3 separate regions of the Mus musculus genome follow, and regions 1 and 3 are each linked to region 2. The links are chromatin contacts, called in public HiChIP or PLAC-seq maps. All regions are on one chromosome and are shown on one strand. Each heading gives the region's core, a stretch centred on a gene start, on an enhancer-like site or on the middle of the called end of the contact. The rest is flanking DNA. Distances are from core to core; before and after follow the strand shown. Region 1 holds the start of Mfsd13a (major facilitator superfamily domain containing 13a). Region 2 holds the start of Gbf1 (golgi-specific brefeldin A-resistance factor 1). Region 3 overlaps Mfsd13a (major facilitator superfamily domain containing 13a).

Region 1 (4,601 bases), core at 830-3,329, 200 kb after region 2:
CAGCTCTAGTTCTCCCTGTATGCCTACAAAATCCCCATAAGCAATGGAGCAGTTTCAACAAAAAGAAGGTCCCTTGGCAGAAAAGTCAAAAGAGGCACTCCTTGCCTTATATCTCAGGGTAGGTGTTTTAGGGTTTTACTGCTGTGAACAGATACCATGACCAAGGCAACTCTTAAAAGGACATCATTTAATTGGGGCTGGGTTACAGGTTCAGAAGTTCATTCCATTATCACCAGGCAGGCATGGTGCAGGAGGAGCTGAGAGTTCTTCACCTTCATCTGAAGGCTGCTAGCAGAATATTGACTTCCAGGCAGCTAGGAAGAGGGTCTTACAGCCCACATCCATAGTGACACACCTGCTCCAACAGGGCCACACCTTCTAATAGTGCCACTCCCTGGGCCGAGCATATACAAACCAACACAGTAGGGAAACCAAACAGATAGCAGCGGGTCCTATTTGATTGCTTAGAAACTGGACTGAGCCATACAGACTTGATTTTAAAGGTCTAGTAAGTGTGGAAGAGGAAGGACTCCTCTGAGACTCCAGAGAAGTCTGGTCTAACCTGGTTGGGCATCTGGTTGTATGAAATTTGTTGAAGGCTGGGCACGGTGGTGCACATCTTTAATCCCAGCCCTTAGGAGGCAGAGGCATGAAGATCTCTGTGAGTTCAAGACCAATCTGGACTAGAAAATGAGTTCTAGGGCAGCTAGTGCTGTTAAAGAGAGAAACACTGTCTCGAAAAACAGAAACAATTCATTGACTGTTTCTCTGAACTTCAGGGTTTTTGCTTGGTTGGTTGTTTGGTTGGTTGGTTTTTGAGATGGGATTTCTCTGTATGCCCTACCTTTCCTGGGACTTGCTTTGTAGATCAGGCTGGCCTTGAAAGCAGAAATTCACCTGTCTCTGCCTTCCCAGTGCCAAGACTAAAGGTATGTGCAGCCGCCACCAGCACCCAGTGGTTATTTTCATCTGTAAGTGGAAATAATAGCATCTACTTCCCATGTATAATTTGAGGAAGAGGCATTTGGAACGGTGCACCTATCCTGCAAAGTACATAATAGTAGGTGGCTGAGCAGTTCTTTTATGTGTGTGTATCGCCAGCCCTGTTTTTGTTTTTAGTTTGAGATAGGGTTTAAAGTGCCCGGATTGCCCTTAATTCACTCTGTATTCAGCACAGGCTAGCCTTCTATGTAGCAAGAATTACAGACTATGCCTTTAACCTCGGCACTCAGAAGGTGGAAATTATCAGATCTTTGGGAGTTCGAGGCCAGCCTGGTCTACATAGTGAGTTCCAGAAGAGCTAGAGCCACATGGAGAAACCCTGTCTCGTAAAACAACACCACCACCACCACCACAACAACAACAACAACAACAACAACAACAACAACAACAACAGGAATTTCAGAAAGGCACAATCAGGCATTACTTCCTCTTCTAATTCTTGTTTTTTTTTTTTTTTTTTTTTTTTTTTTTAGGTTTTTCGAGACAGGGTTTCTTTGTGTAGCCCTGGCTGTCCTGGAACTCACTCTGTAGACAAGATGGCCTCCAACTCAGAAATCCGCCTGCCTCTGCCTCCCAAGTGCTAGGATTAAAGGCATGCGCCACCACGCCCGGCTTCGTCTTCTAATTCTTATTACTACCACTACAAAGAAGTCGGGCAGCATGGGTTGTGGGTTAATGGCCAAGTGCCTGTGTCTACCATCTCCTGCCCTGGCTCTCCATTCCTTTGATTCCTCATGCCCACAGCTCAAGCTGGACTTTGCACTCGCAGGCTCACAATCCAGCCGTAGGTAGTCTCTGCTAAATTCTCATCTTCTGAAATTAGGATCGGGGAAGAGAAGGGAGAGTCCCCAAGAGGAACTTGCTTTGAGCTGAAATGACAGTTTTCGTGGAGGTAAGAGAGAGGAGATAAGTACTTCAGGAATCCAGGCAACCTGCCCCTGTTGCCTGATGCCCGTTTTCTTTTGGGTCCCTAAGGGAAATAGCCCATTACAAACATGGCAGCGACAGCCTCAGGCGCGGTCACCTGCCCGAGCTGCTATCGGGAGAGCCGTGCGGAGCCAATAGCTGGGAAGGGGCGGAGGGAGAGACTGGGGAAGCCCAAGGCTGCTAGCGCGCAGGCGCACTGGCTGGCACCTGGCTCCCCCGCTGCCGCGGAATTAGGCATCGTCTGCCAGGATTGCGGTGAGCTGCTGGCCCACGGCCCAGGACCTCTCCGGTCCCGGAGGAGCGGGCCGGACCCCGGGGCTGATCTGATACAAAGGACCAGCCCGAGGGTGGGGCGGGAATGCGTTGCGCTGTTTGAGTCATTGGGACACTTTGCGCGGTTCCTTAAGGTGCCAGATTATGGATTGGAAAATTCTGGGGTCAGGAGGAATTGGGACCAAGGGGCAAGTGTAGAATCCCCGCTGAAGGTCTCTGTTGGGGTAAGAAAAGGGGATGCACCGTCCAGGTTGCTCCTTGAGGAATCTGAGTTCATGGATGCAATGGTTCAGGCCGGGATTCACTCATTGACCTAGTGGCCCTTAAACCTGGTAGCAGAGTAGAACCACTGGATAGTTTAAAAGATGCTGGGCATCACCTCCAGAGATCCCAATTTTAGAGGTCTGAGCGAGGTCCGAGCCTAGGTGTTCTAGAATAGCTAGCTCTTCAGGTAATGTGCAAACGAAATGAAAACCACTACACGTGTTTCTGAGTAGAAAGCTCCTGGGTTGATTCCCAGTTAATTCCTCAGAGACTTAGAAGTGGCCAGCGATTCTGAGGTGAGTCGGCTCTGACACTTTCGTGCCACCATAAAATCCTGTGAAGGACCGAGAAAGTCCCTCTGGCAATGGGTGAAAACTCCATTTTCCATCCGAGGAGGGTGAACCTGTTAACTCGCGGGAGAGAGTCGGGCTCCTTCAACAACTCTCCTGCGGGCTCCTTCATTCTGCGGAGACTGACCAGGGAGTGAAACAGCTAACAATCCAGTCAGCAGCTTGCTGAGAAAATGACACGCCTAGTATTTGCTTTGTTATTATGACTTGAAATTCCACCTGCTCATTCGATACTGGCAGGACAGGCAGCAAACAGATTTGCTTTTTCCACAGACGTGGGAACAAGTTTTGTGGCTACGTGAGGATAGCGTTCATCCTTGACCCAAGCACTGCTGATACATACAGTATTACTTAGTAGTTTTTCCCCTCTGTGGTCTCTACAGGCTCCCTCCTGAAGGGAGTGGGAACCGCCTACCCTCCTCCTCCTGATAGTCTTCCTTCCGGGCCCAGCCGGTTACTCCTTGGTTTCCTCCCTCAATTGTACTCTGTCACCAGAGGTTGCTGCGGTTGGCCAATCTTTCCTGTTGTTAATCTCCCAGAAACCTTGGAGAGTGGACTGCTAGGAGAAGGATCTTGAAGTATCTCCGAAGGGCTCCTCAAGAGAGAAATGCTTTTGTGTCTCCTACCCTCAGCGGGTGTCTTCCATCTTGATAGAAGCTTGGTGGAGGCTTACAAACTCCCTTTTTAGTCTGGCCCCTTTTACTACTACCTGGGTCACATTCTGCCCTTGTTTTCTTAGCTTGGTACTGTGTCCTGGGTGAAAGGGTTGTAACTTACTGCTGGCTTTTACCAACACTGCCCTCGTACATCTGCAGCCTCAATGCACAGGTTTGCTATAGGGTTCGAGGTTGCTACTGCTTCTCCAAACCCCACAGCCAATCAGAGCACCTAGAGTGGGCTGTGGGTGTTTGTTTTCCTGTGACTGCCCTTTGTAAGGCAGAGGACACCCACATTGGCCTTGGGGGACAATGGACTCAGCAGGTGTTGAGCAGAGGCTTGGGGGAGGGATCTGCAGGAGGAGTGGCCTAGCCTTGTTCTTGGGCTCTTGAGCTGGAGGGAAATAGAGAAAGCACTCATTCCCAGGATGCAGGGGGACTGGAAAAGGTAGACAATACCTGATTGGGCGAACCTGGGGGGTATGAGGACCCTGGCGAGGGCTTTGAGGGAGCAAGATTTCATAAGATTGTGGAAGTGGAGCCGGGCAGTGGTGGCGCACGCCTTTGATCCCAGCACTTGGGAGGCAGAGGCAGGCGGATTTCTGAGTTTGAGGCCAGCCTGGTCTACAGAGTGAGTTCCAGGACAGCTAGGACTGCACAGAGAGACCCTGTCTCAAAGCAAAAAGATTGTGGAAGTGGGTGCATGGTGAAATGAGAGGTGCCAAGGTTTGTAGCCAGAACCTGTTTAGAACGTCTTGGTTAATGGTCATTACCAAGGCTTTTAGAGTGCAGTTTCTCATTTGCTGTGGACATGACCATAAAGAAAAATTCCCATGAGGTTTTTCATAGGCTACTACCTGTTGGGAACATTTGTTTAAAAAAAAAAGAACTTCTTGGTTCCAGCACCTCATAGCTTGCGACTGTGGGCCAGTTATTTACCTGATCTCCGGGCTTTGCTTGCGTCTATAGACTGTAGATGGGAATAGGAAATGCACTGTGAAGGGTTCACAGCCGTGGATGTGGAAGCCAGGCCTGTCCTGAAGGTCTCAGAGCCAGCACACAGTCACAGCCAGACTTCGGGTTGGAAGGCAGCGCGTGAATGGAAGTGTGGAGGTGGCATTTAAAACAG
Region 2 (4,534 bases), core at 690-3,189:
AGGGAGTTGTTGGGGGATTCTTCATATTGGATTTGGCTCTGATGGTTTTTTAAATTAGAGGATCATAACCTATGGATGCCTTGGGTGCCTGTTTCAAGGCCACATTCCAATGGCCTTAGAAAAGGTTTGCTTTGCTGGACATGGTAGCATATGACTTTAATCCCAGCACTTGAGAGGCAGAGGCAGGCAGACAGACCTGAGTTCGAGGCCAGCCTGGTCTACAAAGTGAATTCCAGGGCAGCCAGGCAGCCAGGGCTGTTACCCAGAGAAACTCTGTTTTGAAAAACAAACAAACAAAAGATTTATTTTTTATTATTTGAAATGTATGTGTCTGTGCCTGGCATAGTGGTGCAGCATTTGGGAGGCAGTGGCAGGTAGATCTCTGTGAGGTTGAAGCCAGCCTGGGCTTCAAGGACAGTCAGTAGCCAGGGTTACAGAAAGATCTCTCTCTCTCTCTCTCTCTCTCCCCCCCCCTCTCTCTCTCTCTCTCACACACACACACACACACACACACACACACACACGAGAGCGCGCGTGTCTCTGTGTGAGTATGTGCCCAAAGTGTTGGATCCCTCTGGAGCTGGAGTTACAGTAGATAGTGCTATGTACATCCTGGGAACTGAACTCAGGTCTTCTGGAAGAGCAGCAAGCACACTTAACTGCTAAGCTTCCTTTCCAGTCTCACCTGTCCGCATTTCGAAGGAAAATGGGAAATCATCATCATCATCATCATCATCTTCTTCTTCTTCTTCTTCTTCTTCTTCTTCTTCTTCTTCTTCTTCTTCTTCTTCTTCTTCTTCTTCTTCTTCTTCTTCTTCCTCTTCTTCCTCTTCTTCCTCTTCTTCTTCTTCTTCTTCTTCTTCTTCTTCTTCTTCTTCTTCTTCTTCTTCTTCTTCTTCTTCTTCTTCTTCTTCTTCTTTTTGTTAACGATGTGGACTAATGGTGTGAGATTAGGCCCTCAGACTTGATCCTCATACACCTCCACCAATCGTTCATTAAGATTTGTCCAAGGCTTAATAGGAAGGGCTGAACTGAGAGTCATATAGCCCTATGGAGTAAGGTATACCAAGTATTGAGGGAGGCTGGAGAGATGGTTTAGTGGCTAAGAGCATTATCTTAAAATAGACAAATTCTTTCTTTTTAAAAAGAAGTATTAAGTACCCCCATGCCCCTTACTCTCCGCACCGAATTGGCTGGGGTAGGTGTATGTTTTTCTCTGCTATGCATGGATCCAGCTTTCCTCGGTAGAACTCTTTCCACGTCTGGAAAATGAGGATACTCTAATTAGGTATCCAAGATTTCTGCTACCATTTTCTCTATTTCTGGATGGTAGGAATGGAGTAGAAAATGCAAAAATCAGAGTTAGGATGAGACAGGCACATATACCCAAGTGGGGCACAGAAGACAGGAGGGCGTAGGCAAGATTGCACGGGCCGGATTTAGGAACGCGTTTCAACCCCAGACCTGCCTGGAAAGAGAGCGATCCCTAAAGTAGTAAAGCCCAGGTGACTTTGGTAGGATGAAGTTGGGGGAGTAGGGTCGCCCGCTCAAGCTCTCAAAACGGACCCCGCCCCCTTTCCAGCAAATCATAGCCTTCCTGCCCAGGATGCCCAGCAGCCACTGCTAAACAGCGCACTGCAACCGAACCCTATCTGACCCCACCTCTTCAACCGCCCAGCACAATTTTTCATTGTTTATTGGCTTCTGTAACTGTCAGTCAGAGAATCCTCGTATCCGTTGGCTGTCCCCTACCTACTCTTCTTTCCCTTGTAATCTGGTCTCTTTGGGCATTGCACGCCTCCCAGAGCTAATTTCTTTCTTCGATTGGATAGTCGGAATGCCACTTTTCAGAGTGCCACGCTCTGATTGGCTGAGCGCGGCAGGACTCTCGCAGTTACCAGGCAGCGGGCTAGACTGAGGCTAGTTACCACGTCAGTGAGCTGACAGGGAAGGTAGCCGGCACCACCGAGCGTCCCGGCCCACTTACTCCAGCCTGCAGTGAGGTCTCACCCTGAAGTTAGGGTTGCCTTCCAGAAGACAGGATCCTTCCCTTCTCTCACTCGCCGCCGGCGCCGGGAGAGCGGCCGGGAGACGCCTCCGGGGCCAGGCTGGACATGAGCTGCGGCTGCCGCCGGTTCTGGGACTAGGCCCCGCCATTTTGGATCCGCTGACAGGTCAGCGAAGTCTCTTCTTAGAGTTCCAGCGTCGTGAGGGCCTCCTGACGTTGCCATCAAGAATAAGGAGGAAGGGTCCTTCGGTTGGGCGAAGCGGCCTGGGCGATGGGCTTAGTGGGAAGAAGTAAACCCAGAGGACTGATGTGAGAGGGAGTTGGGAGGTGTGCAGGGGCCAAAGGTCAGACCCTTGTCCCCGAGGGGTGTTTCAGCTCCACCTGTGACTCGGTGGATGCTAGAATCTGTTTTTGTTTTTGTTTGTTTGTTTGTTTGTTTTCCCTAGGCATAATCTGGCCTGCAGCTCTTCTTTTTCAGACCCTTCTGCACCCTAAAGTCCTCAACATCTGAAAGCAAAATTAAGGATGGTTTCAGGGTTTAGAGAGTGAATCTTTTCAGATTCTGTACATCTGTCACTTCGGGGTGACTGCGTCCTAGCACAACTGAAGCGCCCCATTAATCCTGAAAGATGAGCCAGCTCAGTTTGGATTAGGTAGTCAGAAGGCATAGAAGACTGGAGGCAGCCGCCTGAGAACCTGGCCTGTAAGATCTTGCTTTTACAGGATAGCTCAGCTGTCACCAGGGGTCTGCATGTAAACACCTTTCTTTCTTTTTGAGTCAGGTTCTTTCTGTGTAGCTCTGGTTTTTCTGGAATTCACTATGTAGACCAGGCTGGCCTTGGATTTACAAAGATCCACCTCCTTCTGCCTTAAACTCTTTAGGTGTGTGTTATGGGTAGGCATTTACCCACTGTAACTCCCTTCTTTTTAAGGATATGAGGTTTGATCCCAAGGCAGCCACTCTTTTGTGACACATTTGATTGAGAGTTAAGAGGGGTTTGAATACTGATAAGGCTTGGTCCTGGTGGTCTATTTATTTTTAGTAGGTGAAAAATCATGAAAAGGGCTGGAGGGAGACGTAGCTGGTTGAGTGTTTGCCTTGCATGTATGGAGTCCTTGAGTTCAGTCCCTAGCACTTCATAAACTGGGCATGTTGGTCCACATCTGTAATTATTCCCTACTTGGGAGATGGAAACACGAGGGTTAGCCCTGACATTCAAGGTTATCCTCAGCTACTTCTTGAGTTAGAGGCCAGCCTGGGCCAAGTGAGACACTGTCTTTAGCAAAGAGACAAGTTAGGAGAGTTGTTCTGCTCCTTGTGGTAGGGTCAGGGAAACAGAGTGAATGGTAGGGCACAACCCGAAAGAGTGTAGTTTATGGCCCAGTAGTGACCTTTGACATTGCTGTGTCATAAACTGGTGAAGTCCTTCGAAGGTAAAGAGTACGTTAGAGATGAGAGACAATGTAGTGTTTCCTGAGTGCAGAAGCTCATATCAAGAACCCTAGGTACAAGTAAGCCTTATGGAGTATATAAACGGGAAAACCTGCTCTGGGATCGCTCAGTTTACACAGAGTCTTGCAGTAGTGGGGATGGGACCCTAGGGTCCCATATGGTATAGTCAGGCAGTCTACCACCGAGCTATACCCAGAGCTAGTGCGCTCTCTCTCTCTCTCTCTCTCAGTTGTCCTGACTGGTCTAGAATTTGCTCTGTAGCCCTTGAACTTGTGATCCTTCCTGAGCTGCTGGGTTTACAGGCCTACAGTCCTAGATCTTCCTGTATATTTCTGAAAAGTAGTGACATATGCTAGGTGTAGTGACAGACATTTGTAATCTCAGTACTTTCAGGAAGTCCTTCCTATGAGGAAGGACATTTTGAGTTTAAGACCAGTCTTCCTACATAACGAGGGCAAAAAAAAAAAAAAAAAAAAAAAAAAAAAAGCCAAGTTAAAAGTAAGAGTGTGCCTAATTCCTTTTAGCAGTGATGGGGCCCAGCATGTGCCGTCCATCCCTGGGGTTAGTGTAGTGTGTGGTTAGCCTTTGTGTCCTGGTCTGGCCCGGGGAGTCAGCTGTACATTTGCATGGTGAGTAGTGACAAGGTGGGGCACTCTTATCAGGTATTGGAAGACAGATCATCTAAGATGTTACTACTTGAACCAAGTTTCTCTTACTTAATTCTCTCTGCCCTCTTAAGAATGGCTGTGTTAGACTATGTAACCTGTGTGTGTGTATGTGTATAAGAGAAGTAATAGTGTTTATGGTTTATTTGTATAGATGTAAAACAAATGGGTGGGAATGGTACAGAACACTGTTTTGTTTTGTTTTTTGTTTTTATTGTTGTTTGGGGGGGGTATCTTTTCAACACAGGGTCTCTCTGTGTAGCCCTGGCTGGCCTGGAACTTGATTTGTAGACTAGGCTGGCCTTGAACTCACAGAGATCTGCCTGCTTCTGCCTCCCCAGTGCTGGAATTAAAGGCATGCACCACCACTGCCCTGCTAATAGTGGGTTTTGTAGGATGCAGAATCTA
Region 3 (4,409 bases), core at 1,074-3,573, 220 kb after region 2:
GGGATGCTGAGCCTTGCTGGCCCACCCCTTATGTTTTCATAAGTGAATTGATTCATTCAACAAAGTAGCATAGACCTGTATAGGCTGGGCCCTGTGTGTAAGGGGAGTAACATGGTAGGGCATATGCAATCTTAGCTGTCTTGGAGTTTAGATTCTAGATGGGTGTTGGTGGCGCATGCCTTTAATCCTAGCAGTCAGAAGGCAGAGGCAGACAGATCTGTGAGTCTGAGGCCAGCCTGGTACAGAGCAAATTCCAGTATAGCCAGGGCTACACAGAGAAACCCTGTCTTAGAAAAAAATGTTTTAGACAGGGAGAAGGGTGGACAGGGTGACATATGGACTGGGTTTTCAGCGTTTAAGGAAGCCGTTTGGAGAGTTAGAGGCTGGGAAGAGACCTGGTCTGATTGATGTTTGGAAGAAGTTTGCTCGAGCTGCCCTGGATAATACATACAGATCAGTGTGATCAGTAGCTCGGAGATCATAAAGACACAGGGCCAGAGGCTGTGGAGGCTTGGTCTAGGGAGGGGGCAGTGGGGTGCATTGGGAACTGAGGTGACACATGAGTGTCAGGGAGTGATTGCTGAGGACCGAGAGGCATGAGATATGATGGTGTCTCTCGTGAGAGGGGAAGGATGTGAGAAAAGCGTTCAAGGCCAGCCTGGTCTGCAGGGTAAGTCCTAGGTCAGCCATGGCTGCACAAAGAAACCTTGTCTCAAAAAGCAAACCAGGCTGGAGAGATGGCTCAGTGGTTAAGAGCCCTGGCTGCTCTTCCAGAGGTCCTGGGTTCAATTCCCAAAGCCCACATGGCAGCTCACAGCTGTTGGTCACTCCAGTTCTAGGGGATATGACACCCTCACACCTATGCACATAAAATTGAATTTAAAGGGGGGAAAAAAAAGCAAACCAAGCAAATGGAAAAATGGATCTGGTAGGAGTTAGCAAGATGGAAGAGACCTGTGATTCTAACATCTAGGAGATAGAGGTAGGAGGATGAGGGGGTCAACATTCCGTTCAGCTACTGAGAACAACCTAGGGTGCATGATACTGTCTCAGTCAAGAACAATGTGCCAGGGCTGTAGGGTAGTAGGAAGAGCACTTGCCAAGTATGTATGAAGCCTTGAGTTTAACTCTGGAACCGGGTGACTCTCTGTGGTGATGGACACCCGCAATCCCAGCACTCAGGAAGTGGAGCCAGGCGGATCGGAAGTCTGAAGTCATCCTTGAGTACATAAGGAATTTAGAGCTAGTCTGGACTAGATAGGAGGAGGAGGAGGAGGAGGAGGAGGAGGAGGAGGAGGAGGAGGAAGGAGGAAGGAGGAAGGAAAGAATAGGAAGCAGCAGGAGCAGCTGGAGCAGCTGGAGCAGCAGGAGCAGCTGGAGCAGCTGGAGCAGCAGGAGCAGCTGGAGCAGCAGAAGCAGCTGGAGCAGCAGGAGCAGCTGGATATGGTGGCATATGCCTTTATTTCCAGAACTTGGGAGGCAAAGTCAGGAAGTGAATTCTGTGAATTTGAGGCCAATTTGGTCTACTTAGTTCCAGGAAAGCCAGGATTACTAGAGAGACCCTGTTTCAAAATTTTTTTTCAAGTAAAATATAGATGATAGATTTGTGGTTAGGAATTGTGGCATATACCTATAATCCCAGCTACTCGTTAGGAGACTGTAATATTGAAGCCAGCCAACAGTGACTTTTTTAAAAAGACTTTTTTGTTTGTTTTGTATTTTGAGACAGGGTTTCTCTGTAGAGACTTGGCTGTCCTGGAACTCGCTCTGTAGACCAGGCTGGCCTCGAACTCACAGATTCATCTACCTCTGCCTCCCAAGTGCTGGGATTAAAGGCATGCGCCACCACTGCCCGGCCTCTGGCCAGTCTTAAGCAAACTTTTAGTGGTGGCTTAGGACACTCGTGATGTTTCTTTTACCATCCTATGGGCTTTGGAGGGTTAACTGGGCTGACCATGCTCCTCTTGTGTGCTCTCACCCCAGGTCACGACCTTTTTCAGCAATCCCCAATGACCCCTGTGGGGAGCGTTCGGCCATGGCCAGAGCTGCCAGCCCCAGCCCCCGCCCCCGCGCAGGCTCCCACACTCCGCCAGGGCTGCTTCTACCTGCTGGTGTTTGTCCCCATCACCTGTGCGCTGCTGCAGCTCTTCACCTGGTCCCAGTTCACGCTGCATGGGAGACGCCTACGCACGGTCAAGGCCCAGCGTCAGAACCTGGCCCAGATCCATACTCTGAACATTAAGATGGTGTGAGAGGCCCATCAGGACCACTGTGCTGAGATCCTTGGCCTAGTCCCAGCAGTAGCCTCTCGTGCTGACCAGCATCCTGTTTCCTCACCTCTGGGTTCAGCCTAGAGAACGGATGGTGAAGCCGAACCAGGAGCATCACCAAGGACTGCCCCTTCTTTAGTCATGTGACTCAGCTTGTGCAAGGGCTGGGCCCTGTGTGCTCAGGGACCTGCGACTCCTGTGGGGTAGCAAGAAAAGAGGACCAGAAAGGGTAGGGCTGAGTACGGTGCCCAGGAACTGCCTGGGACCTGTAGCTGGGGCTGGCCATTTGGTGGGCTCGGGAGTTTCTGAAGCTGTGACGCCCCTCTTGCCCACGCAGAAGTCGACTGAAAGTGCCACTCGCCTCTCCTCCTAGTCGTTTCTCTCAGAGGGTTCTCTGCTTCTGCTATGCTTGAAGTGGCATGCCCTCTGCTGTAGCCCCCTCCCGCCCGCGCCCCCAAAGCCCTGCAGGCCTCTAAACTCTAAAGAGGTTCATCTCATCTCAAGTAAAGCCAGTCATTCCAATTCTTTGGGTCTGTGCCGTGTGTGTATGTGTGTGTGTGTGTGTGTGTGTATGTGTGTGTGTGTGGGGGGGGGGGGCAGGCAGGGTTGTTGGGGGCTGGGAAACAGAAAAGTTCCCTGAGATAATTTTCCTAGAGATACTAGGATAAAATTGTAAACTGCAAGCTGAACCTGGTGATTTTTATAATTCCAGCATTTGGAAGGCTATGGCAGGATTGCCTCAAATTCAAAGTTCGCCTAAAAAAACAGCCAAGGGACCAAAGGAAAAAAAAACCTACTGTCACCAACAAATTAATCCAGCAGAGTGCTGGGTGATTAGGCCTGCAACCGGTTCCCTCAGCACATTTCCCACACAGCATTGCAAAACAGTGGTCAAGGAGCCTCTGCCAGGCTAGGGGCTCTCAGCCCGGAAATCACCTGAACAGCTTCCAAAACATCAATGCCCGAGTCTTTGCCAAGATTCTGGTTGAATGGGTCTGAACAGTGCTGTAGCCTTTGTATGGTGTGGGTTCTGACGGTCTGCACAGGGGCCCGGCCAATGAGCAGTGGTTCTCTCAAAGTTATTTATTTAATTTTTTTTTGGGTTCTGAAAGTCTTTATGAAATGAATCATAAACACCCATATTTTATAGTTATTGGGGGAGTATAAACATTTGTTAGGTATCTGGCAACTTCCTTTTAGATATAGGAACTTATTTATTTAGAGACAAGGTTTCTCTGTGGAGCTCTGGCTGTCCTGAAACTCACTGTAGACCAGACTCTGCATCTTGAGTGCTGAGATAAAAGGCGATCACCACTAAACCCCGTTCCCTTAACTTAAAGAGGAATTCGTTATTACATTTGTTTGTTTATGTATGTGGAGGTCAAAGGTCAGTTTGCTGCATAGAGTCCGTTCTATGTGGGTCCTGGGAGCCAAACAGAGATGGACAGAATTGTTGGTACCTGCCCTCAGTCTGCAGTCATCTCAATGAATCAAGCTCTTCATCTTACATCCCCAAATGGCTTGTGGGTGGGTAAGGGGGGGGCTGAGGGTAGAAAGCAGAGCTTCGTGCATGTTAGGCAAGTGCTCTGCTACTGAACTGTAAACCCCAGCTCTCTTCATTTTGAGACAGGATCTCATTATGTTGTGGAGACTGGCTCAGAACTTATTCTGTAACCCACACAGTCCTTAAACATGAGAGTCTCCTGCCTGGGTCTCCTGAGTAGCTAGGATTACAGGCCTGGTTCAAATGTCTTCTACAAAATGAGTTTTAAGAACTTGGGGCAGGTGTGGTGCACATCTTTAATCCCAGCACTTGGGAGGTAGATCTTTGAGTTCAAGGTCAGCCTGGTCTAAAGAAGAGTTCCAGGACAGCCAGGACTGTTGTTACACAGAGAAACCCTGTCTCAGAAAAAAAACAACAAAACCCATTTTCAGAGATGAAGTCAGGCTTCACCCACAGATTTGAGTATTACATAGGAATTAGACCCTCAGTTCTCTTCCCATCCATCCTACAGGTTGGGGTACGGTCTGCATATCTCTTCCTACCAGGCACTGGTCACAGAAAGAGGTCAGACTGATGTACCTATTGGAACGACTTTATTTAAGTACACTGGGCCCCACCAGGCAAAGTGGCTTCGC

Evidence for each region. HiChIP or PLAC-seq counts read pairs in DNA pulled down with a chosen protein or histone mark.
Region 1: an H3K4me3 HiChIP or PLAC-seq map of embryonic stem cells shows a contact between it and region 2, with 18 read pairs. The contact joins the promoter of Mfsd13a here to the promoter of Gbf1 in region 2. A contact is called at or near these places in 16 of 39 promoter capture datasets (the 3T3-L1 cell line, the C10 cell line, the HPC-7 cell line and 12 more), 2 of 484 Hi-C or Micro-C datasets (embryonic stem cells and regulatory T cells), 8 of 115 datasets of contacts at active chromatin or transcription factors (bone marrow-derived macrophages, effector CD8 T cells, embryonic stem cells and 3 more) and 4 of 9 other capture datasets (adipose tissue, embryonic stem cells, liver and 1 more).
Region 3: a contact with region 2 is called in an H3K4me3 HiChIP or PLAC-seq map of embryonic stem cells, with 5 times the contacts expected there. The contact joins the enhancer-like site here to the promoter of Gbf1 in region 2. A contact is called at or near these places in 8 of 39 promoter capture datasets (the 3T3-L1 cell line, 3T3-L1-derived adipocytes, the HPC-7 cell line and 5 more), 8 of 484 Hi-C or Micro-C datasets (the G1E-ER4 cell line, embryonic stem cells, erythroblasts and 4 more), 8 of 115 datasets of contacts at active chromatin or transcription factors (the 230-238 cell line, astrocytes, bone marrow-derived macrophages and 4 more) and 3 of 9 other capture datasets (adipose tissue, liver and pancreatic islet).

What each region holds. Positions count from the first base shown.
Region 1 is chr19:46,354,801-46,359,401 of GRCm38.p6, forward strand. Mfsd13a (major facilitator superfamily domain containing 13a) reads left to right here and starts at 2,080. Exons shown (of 9, transcript NM_029186.2): 1 at 2,080-2,184. It also overlaps the pseudogene Gm24610.
Region 2 is chr19:46,150,619-46,155,152 of GRCm38.p6, forward strand. Gbf1 (golgi-specific brefeldin A-resistance factor 1) reads left to right here and starts at 1,940. Exons shown (of 40, transcript NM_178930.3): 1 at 1,940-2,174.
Region 3 is chr19:46,372,463-46,376,871 of GRCm38.p6, forward strand. Mfsd13a (major facilitator superfamily domain containing 13a) reads left to right here. Exons shown (of 9, transcript NM_029186.2): 9 at 1,984-2,792. The coding sequence ends at 2,252. Actr1a (ARP1 actin-related protein 1A, centractin alpha) reads right to left here. Exons shown (of 11, transcript NM_016860.2): 11 at 4,351-4,409. Among named protein-coding and RNA genes, the nearest start is that of Mfsd13a, 18 kb to the left of the region's middle. Within about 2 kb of position 2,324, at least 52 of the 459 cell types and tissues checked have an H3K27ac peak or open chromatin away from gene starts, as enhancers often do. A contact at or near this core is called in astrocytes, embryonic stem cells, neutrophils and 1 more, where this site is marked.